2 separate regions of the Rattus norvegicus genome follow, and region 1 is linked to region 2. A link is a contact called in public Hi-C data. All regions are on one chromosome and are shown on one strand. The core of a region is the stretch at or near the end of the contact, and the rest is flanking DNA. Distances in the headings are between cores, read along the strand shown.

Region 1 (3,771 bases), core at 842-3,341, 340 kb after region 2:
TGGAAAGTAAATAAATACCAATGTGTGATGTGTGGCTTTTTCATGTGGGTTCTGGGGTTTAAACTCAGGTCCCCATGCTTGCATGGCCTGCACTTTATTGACTGAGCCTAGTTCCCCACTACCCCGACCCACTGCCTTTTCTGAGACAGAGGCCTATATGCCCAGGTTAGCTAGCATCAAACTTATCCATGATTAAGGATGGCCTTTAAGCTCCGGATCCTCCCCAGTGATGAGATTACAGTATGTGTTACTACTCTTGGCTTCCCAAAGACGGTCTCTACTGATGCCGTCTTCGGGCAATTTTTTTTTTTTAAAGCAAGTGCGTTTTAAAGATGTAGTTACTTTTATTTTATGTGTATGAGTGTTTTTGCCTACATGTCTGAATGTGTATCAAGTGCGACCCCGAGGCCAGACGTAGGATCCTCTGGACCTGGAGTTAGATGCAGCTGTGAGCTGCCATGTGGGTGCTGGGAACCAAACTCAGGTCCTCTGCAAGGGCCACAAGGGTTCTGGAGTGCTAAGCCACTTCTACCACTGCACAAAATGGAAGCTCTTTGAAGGTAAGTTTTACAGACTGCCCATATCCTCACGCACAGTGCTCTCTTCGTGAACTCTTCAGCCCTCTTACAGCTCCGGTAAGTGACAAGGGTCAATGCCCAGGGTCTGTATTACAATTCTGCCCAGTGTAGAAGTACGGCCTAAGTGAACTGTGAGCGGTAGATGAGGAACAGGCTGGAGGCATCACAGTGAAGCAGACTGCCCAGAGGAGAGTGGGCTCTCTGTGTCCTTGTTCTGAGACAGGATTTCTCTGTGCAGTCCAGGTTGGCTTAGAACTTGCTATGTAAACTAGGATGTGGTGATCCTCTTGCCTCTGCCTTCTGAGTATGCCACCATGACTGGCTGAGAAGACTCTTTAATCATTGAGTAATTGTAGTGCTAAAAATGAGTTATCATGCATTTTACTTTTTATTTTTATTTTTAATGTATGCGAATGTCTGCCACACGCCTGTAGGTTTCTAATGGAGGTGAGAAGAGGAGCTGGGGTTGCAGGCTGTTGTGAGCTGCTTGTCACCACTGGGCCACTCTTCAACCCATTCATGAATTTTACTTTAAATTCACTTAAAATCAAAATAATAGTTAAGGAACTAAATAGTGCTGGTAGGCTTCAGAAATCAGCAGTTTGCTTCATCTACCCTTAATTCTCCCTCTCTCGAGATGATAGGACTAACCTCCACACTTTAAAACTATAGGACCTTTTTTAAAAAAAGGTTTATTTATTTATTTATTTATTTATTTATTTATTTATTTATTATATATGAATACACCATAGCTGTCTTCATGCACACCAGAAGAGGGCATCTGATCTCATTACAGATGGTTGTGAGCCACTAAGTGGTTGCTGGGATTTGAACTCAGTGTTCTTAACCACTGAGCCATCTCTCCAGCCCCAGACTATAGGCTCTTACTGACTTGCTTTTTCCTATGGGATCTTGCCTGTTTTTTTTTTTTTTCTGGTATTAAGGATTGAACCCAGGGTCCCACGCATGCCAGGCAAGTGTTCTACCGCTGAGCCACCCATTCAGGCCCTCCTAATTTTTCAGCTCACGGCTCTGCTCCCATCTGTCTGCCTTACTCCCCTCCCTTCCCCCAGATAAACCTCCTTTATATTACATCTGTGGCATAGCATGCTTTCTCAGGGGGACACCTTGGTATGGGCCCGCCAGGTATCCTCCCCTCCCTCACGCCCTCCCCCTGATATCTCATAATAGATGTCCCATACATCCAGCCTCCCCGACATCACCTTCTCACTATTCCTCAACGACACTAATTTTTTTTATATCATATCATTAGTACATAAATAAAATGTACAGTGAGGAAGGGCCATTCCCAGCTGATCCGAGTAGCAGTGGTCGATTATGTTGTCTTTTCTGTACAACTCCAGGGTTTCCCTGCCTAGTTTACTCAGGACTATCAGTGGAAACATCTTTCCTAGGAAGGAGGTGCCAGGGAAATCTTTGGGGATTTTGTGTGAGCGTGACTGTATTGACCCTTGATCGATGGTGGGTGGGAACCGGTACAGACCTGGAGGTCAGGGACCTCTGTGTTTAGACAGTCCTCCTCTGATGTTTTCTGGGTTCAGAGCTGCTGCTGACTGTCAGAATGTTAGACTTGATTCTGAGACTCAAGGCTGTGTCTGATCTTTTCTCATTTCCTTTGAGAAACTTCTGGAAACTTTTAACTTATGAAACTTCTGGAAACTTTTAACTTATGACCTCACCTCCTGAGGTTTCTTTGACATTCTTGCATCATCATCATCATCATCATCATCATCATCATCATCATCATCAAAAAGATCTATGTCGTAGTGTATGTCTGAAGTCAAAGACCGTCAGTGGAGGAGGCAAGTAGGTCAGAGAGAGTCAAGGTAGTCCTCGAAACACAGCACGTTTGTTGATTGGGCTAGATGAGACTCCACCTCAAAAACAAACAAACGCCAAAACCCACCCACCCACCCAAACTACTTTTTCTGTTTGCTCTTTCTAAATCTCATATCAGTCAGCTGGGGGGCTCCTAAATAACCCTAACATTTTATCCTATCTCGTATGTTCCGGTTTGTCTTTGTTCGACTTTCAGGAAGAGCTCTTCAGCTTCACAGTGAGTTGAAGCATTCAACAGAAAATTCCTACTTTTGAAATTGTTCATTATTAAAGGGTCTTTCTCATTCTCACAATACTCGTTTTTGTGTGAGGAACTTTAGTTTATCGGTTCCGTATTTCTTCGCTCCCTATGATGACATCATTGGTGCATCCCGTGCACTGCCATTTTCCTTTGCAGCTTGCATTGTGTTTGTTTCCCCTACATTCCTTTTGTTTGGTTTCTAATCTCTTTCACTTCCTTTGTTTGCATAATAACCACTAAAAAAACAGCTCAAAACACACTTGGATGCTGTGCTGGTTTGTACATGTTTGGCCCAAGGAGGGGGCACTATTTGGAGGTGTGGCTCTTTTTGAGTAGTGTGGCCCTGTTGGAGTAGGCGTGCCATTGCGGGCATGGGCTTTAATACCCTTGTCCTAGCTGCCTGGAAGCCAGTCTTCTCCCTGTTGCCTTTGGATGAAGATGTAGAGCTCTCAGTTCCTCCAGTCCCACATCTGCCTGGACACTGCCATGTTCCCACCTTATTGATAATGGACTGAACCTGTAAGCTAGCCCCAGTTAAATGTTGTCCTTTATAAGAGTTGTCTTGGTCACGGTGTCTGTTCACAGCAGTAAAACCTTAACCACGGCAGATGCTCAGTGGGAGAGAGCTTGCTTGTTGCTGGGGAGTGCCACTGCTGGTGTAAGAGTCTGGAAGTCTGTTTCTCTGGGGATCACTCCCTCATGTGGCACCTGACTTGGGTTCAAAAGCTTTTCGGACCTGTCCCCGTTAGAGGACAAACCTGGCTGCCATCACCCTAGGAACTGAGCTGTGGGATGTGGGGAGGCGTGGTTATAGGGTCGTCATCATCAGGGCTTGGACTTCCCCTTGCTCTCCCTGCTTTAGTACATAGCATTGCCCCAGCCTCTGCTGGGCCAGATACCCCACGAGCAGACCCTCTTCTGGGTTATAGCCCTGGAGAGCAAAGGCCTCTTCTCTTTCGATGGAAGAAGAAGGATTTAGAAACTGAAGATTTAACATCTTTGGAAGCACATTTTGTTTTGTATTTATTTGTATTTTTAAATCTGTCTTTCTAAATTTTTATTTATTACTGTTGTGTGCCTGTGTGTATGCTG
Region 2 (4,123 bases), core at 789-3,288:
CTGCCACTAACAGTGAGGGTGGTAGCCACGCAGCCTGCTACCCTTAGTCTGCTCGGATAACAGCTCCCACTGTGAGTGTCAAACATTCCTGTTTCAATTGCTGAACTGTTCTACTCTCCAATGAACCTTCTAGAAACAAAATGTCCGAAGTTGTTACACTGAATTCCTTTATAATTCAATTACTTATTGATGCCAGAACACTGAATTAAATTAATTAGGAGGCATGACTTGAAGTCATGCTCAATTTAAGAGCAGATAGAGGGCTGCAGTGTTCTCGGTATTAAGACACCTCTCTCTCTCTCTCTCTCTCTCTCTCTCTCTCTTGGTATTAAGACACCTCTCTCTCTCTCTCTCTCTCTCTCTCTCTCTCTCTCCCTCTCTCTCTCTCTTTCTCTCCCCACTTCTTTTTGGGGGTCTTTCTCTGGCCTATCAACAGTATCTAATGGTCAACCATGAATTTATAAAGCAGTGTCACCAGACAACACAGGTTCGTTCCTCCCAGCTATTGCAAGTAAGCCATGATACAAGAACTCAAAGACACAAGTGATCCCTTTAAATATCTGCCTCAGGCAGAAACAATTATCAATAAAGAGATTTGTGGAGACAGAGGAGATGCTAACCAATTAGGATGCTACCCAATCAGAAGAGGGTGACAAATCCCTACAATAAATCCTTTCATAGGGGGATCTTAAGGAAGTTTCAAAAAGATAAGACAGGTCTAGGCACTTAAAAAGAGAGCAGCTCCATTTTTCTAGAAAGTTCACATTGCCTGAAATATCACAGAGCACCACAAGGGTCTGCAGATGGGTGCGTGCAAGAAGGGATAAAAAGAAAGGGTGAACTCCCAGAGTCTCTGACTTACCATATGGAAACCCAAAGCCCTCTTAATGTAGCTTCCTTAGGTCTAGCACTTTTCACACTTTGTTCTTAGAGGTAAGCCAATGTATGGTCAGAGAGGCGATTTCAATAGCAGTTACAAAGTAACAGTAGAGTGATGGCTCCTATTGACGTCAGAATGTACATGACTTATGACAGCTCGGGGGAGAAGGGAGGATGATCTGCATCAGCACACTTTCCCAAAAGGGGGGAGTCGGGGGCACTTAGTGGTCAAGAGAATTGACTGTACTTCTGGAGGTCCTGGGTTCAGTTCTCAGCACCTATAGGGCACACGGCTCCCAAACCTCAGTAACTCCTATCCCCTGAACGCCCTCTTCTGGTCTCCTTGTGCAGTGGGCACACATCGTACAGGTATATACTGGCAGGTAAAACACACAAACACATTCAGAAAAAACTTTAAAACTTAAATGTGTGTGAGTGGAAGAGGGAAACCAAGGCAAGAATGAAATTTCAGCTTTTTAAAATAAAAACAACAACAACAATAATTGCTTTACAGATTATAAACTCTCAGAGAAGGGGCTCGGTGTCATGCCTATGTTAGAAGAGAAGGCATTCATGAATGCGCGCTGCATGATTACACATCTAGCAGGAGTCTGGAACTGGCTGCCACTTTTCAGCAGCCTAAAAAGATAAAAATAAAAAAATTTTTTTAAGAAAAACAAAACGAAAAATAAAATAAAATCAAAGCCAATCAACTCTGGAGAATTCAAAGCTTCACCCAACCTACAACAACCTTTTCCTGACTGCCTTCCCCGTGGCTGACAACCAAATACTGCGTACTGTTGTCAAGGACGTAATGCACAAATGCTTATGGGGGTACTGACTATTTGGAGGGGCTGGATTCCATGAGGAGGGCAGTGCGCACTGTTTAGTGGCCAGAGAGCACAGGGGAGAAGGAGAGCGAGCTCAGGGAAGGCACTGCCAGCGCAGGCCACCCCCAACCCCGACAACTCCCCTCCCACTCCTACGCAAGGCCACAGGACACCGGGTCTCCCGGGTCCCCGCAGTGGCCGCAGGGTGAGAGGCAGGGTATTCACCTGAACAGCTCAACATCTCCCACTCGTGGGGCCCGCAGAAGATCGCGGCCAGCGCCGAGAGTTCCTGCCTCATCTCCTCCGCCATTTCCGCGTGACCAGAATCCGAAGCCGCTTCCGCCGCCTCCCGGAGCAGAGCGCGCACACGGCCACTGGGGGGCGCCCGAACCTCACAGCCCGGCAGGCTGGGGTGGGCGTGTCTATGGGCGTGGCGAATGTCTGAAAGCTCCGCCCAGGCCCTTTTGCTCTCTAATTCCAATTCGAAGTTCCTTCATTCCCAGAGTTTTTGCCCCCGTTGTTTTCTAGAGCTGAGAGAGACCTGTAAAGCCCCAAAGACCCTACAAGAACACCCAAGCGTGAACCCCTGTGCTTGACCTACACTAGGCTGGGAAGAGATGGAGAGAGTAAAAGAAACCTAAACAAACAAGAAAAGCCAAACAAGGCGAGCCCTTGGTCTTTTGAACCTTAGGTCCCGAGATGTTGCTGTCAGTGATCCTCGCAGTCGGGATATTTCAGAAAAGACTTTGATAATAACCTCCAAGATACTGAACTGGTCACTAGCCCCAGGCTTACAGACAAGGTCTAGATTCCCGGGCCTCTTTTCTGTCAAAGGTGCAGAAAAGAGGAGGGAAGATTGAGAGGAGACTCCCTAACTAGTGGGATAGGGTCCAAAACCATAAACTAGCTTTGACAATTGGTTTGGTTTGGTTTGGTTCGGTTCGATTCGGTTCAGTTCGGTTCGGTTTGGTTCGATTTAGTTCGGTTTGGTTCAGGTGATATTCGATGCATACAATATAATGTGTCTATTTCCACTGTGGCCCCTGAAGCTTAATGGTGAAATCACCATCATTGAATCTTGACCTAAACTTTAAAACACATGCAGTAACAATGGGATAACAGAACGGTCAATGCATCGTGTTCCAACCTCGACTTTGGTGAGCAAAATTAATTTGTGGTAAATAGTTCTTTCTAGGTGTGTTTAACTTGTTTTTTGTTTTTGTTTTACAAATAAAAATTTTAAATTCTGCAGCTCCCAGAAGCCCTGACTCACTCGGGGAGGTTCCCTACCTCTAGTTTGTATCAGAAATAACATTCTGTGTACATCAAAGAACTTAAGTAGGTCTACAGTAGCTCATTTCACTGACTTCTACAAGTCAGAATAATTTTACCTGGCCCTGATCCCAATCACCATTTCTGTTGCTAAAGGGGAATTAGAAAAAGGAAGAGAAATTGGCTTCCAAGCAGAGAAAGGAAATCTGACAAGATAGACCAGAGAAGCTTTCCCAGGGATGCCCTGAGATTTCAGTGACCCCAAGCAATTAGGGACCATGCTGTGCACATAATTAGAAAGATAAAGGTTTATTTAAACACATAATTATCTATAATGTGGCCAATTTGTATTAGAAGAAAGAAAAAAATAATTCCTTTGAGTTATTTCCAAAATAGCAGTTCAATCAAGTTCAGTGGGTTCGTAATTAACTGTTAGAGAGATTTGGGGAACAGATTACACTTTTGATTTACAATATCACTCTGTTATTCAATTTTAGTTTAAAGTCCAGTGTTACTGTTAAAAGTAATGGAAAAGATATTAATGTGGTTATTTGTCATATTTGTTAAGGTGGTCCACACAATAATTGAATAGCTCTCATCCTGCTTTTAATTTTTCATATTCAATGTGTGATAAGAACGAAATAACAGGAACAGTGTGATTCCAGTTGTCAGCAGGATTAGGAGGCGCTCACCAGAGCCTGCTGTCAGCAAGGGGTCCGTGAAAATTGATGTAAAAATACAGCCATCTATTACCGTACTTAAAATTTTCTGGTCAGTGGGTTTCTCTTTTGCTTTCCTTCCTCCTGATTCCTTAACCTGTTTTTCATACTTCATTTAGCATGTTTAAATAAAAAGTCGATGTGAGTGTCTTTTAAATTGACACTACCCTGAGACACTGAAGTCCCCTGAATGTGTTTCTTGCACTCTGACATTTAGAAGTAATCATCACAGAGGCAGTGTAATGTCTGCTTGGCATTTCTCACACTAGGAAAGTGGCAGGTACGTGGCAGATCTCTGAAGCTACCGCACCATAATCATTTTTCTTGTAATAAAATTTCTTCTAGTCGGCGGCTACTGAAATTCTAAATATTTAAATGTGGAGTGCACGTCGGCTGTGAGAATATTATCAGCCTCTATCCCCA

The links. Hi-C and Micro-C count contacts between places; a contact is called where the count stands out from the background.
Region 1: a contact with region 2 is called in a Hi-C map of hepatocytes, with 3 times the contacts expected there. The contact joins the enhancer-like site here to the promoter of Rwdd3 in region 2. A contact is called at or near these places in 10 of 12 Hi-C or Micro-C datasets (the A7r5 cell line, the Rat2 cell line, Schwann cells and 6 more).

The regions. Positions count from the first base shown.
Region 1 is chr2:212,270,305-212,274,075 of GRCr8, forward strand. All of the region lies in intron 10 of Slc44a3 (solute carrier family 44, member 3), which reads right to left. Among named protein-coding and RNA genes, the nearest start is that of Slc44a3, 40 kb to the right of the region's middle. Within about 2 kb of position 2,092, at least 1 of the 93 cell types and tissues checked has an H3K27ac peak or open chromatin away from gene starts, as enhancers often do. A contact at or near this core is called in hepatocytes, where this site is marked.
Region 2 is chr2:211,931,554-211,935,676 of GRCr8, forward strand. Rwdd3 (RWD domain containing 3) reads right to left here and starts at 2,039. Exons shown (of 5, transcript NM_001128152.1): 1 at 1,935-2,039. The coding sequence starts at 2,019.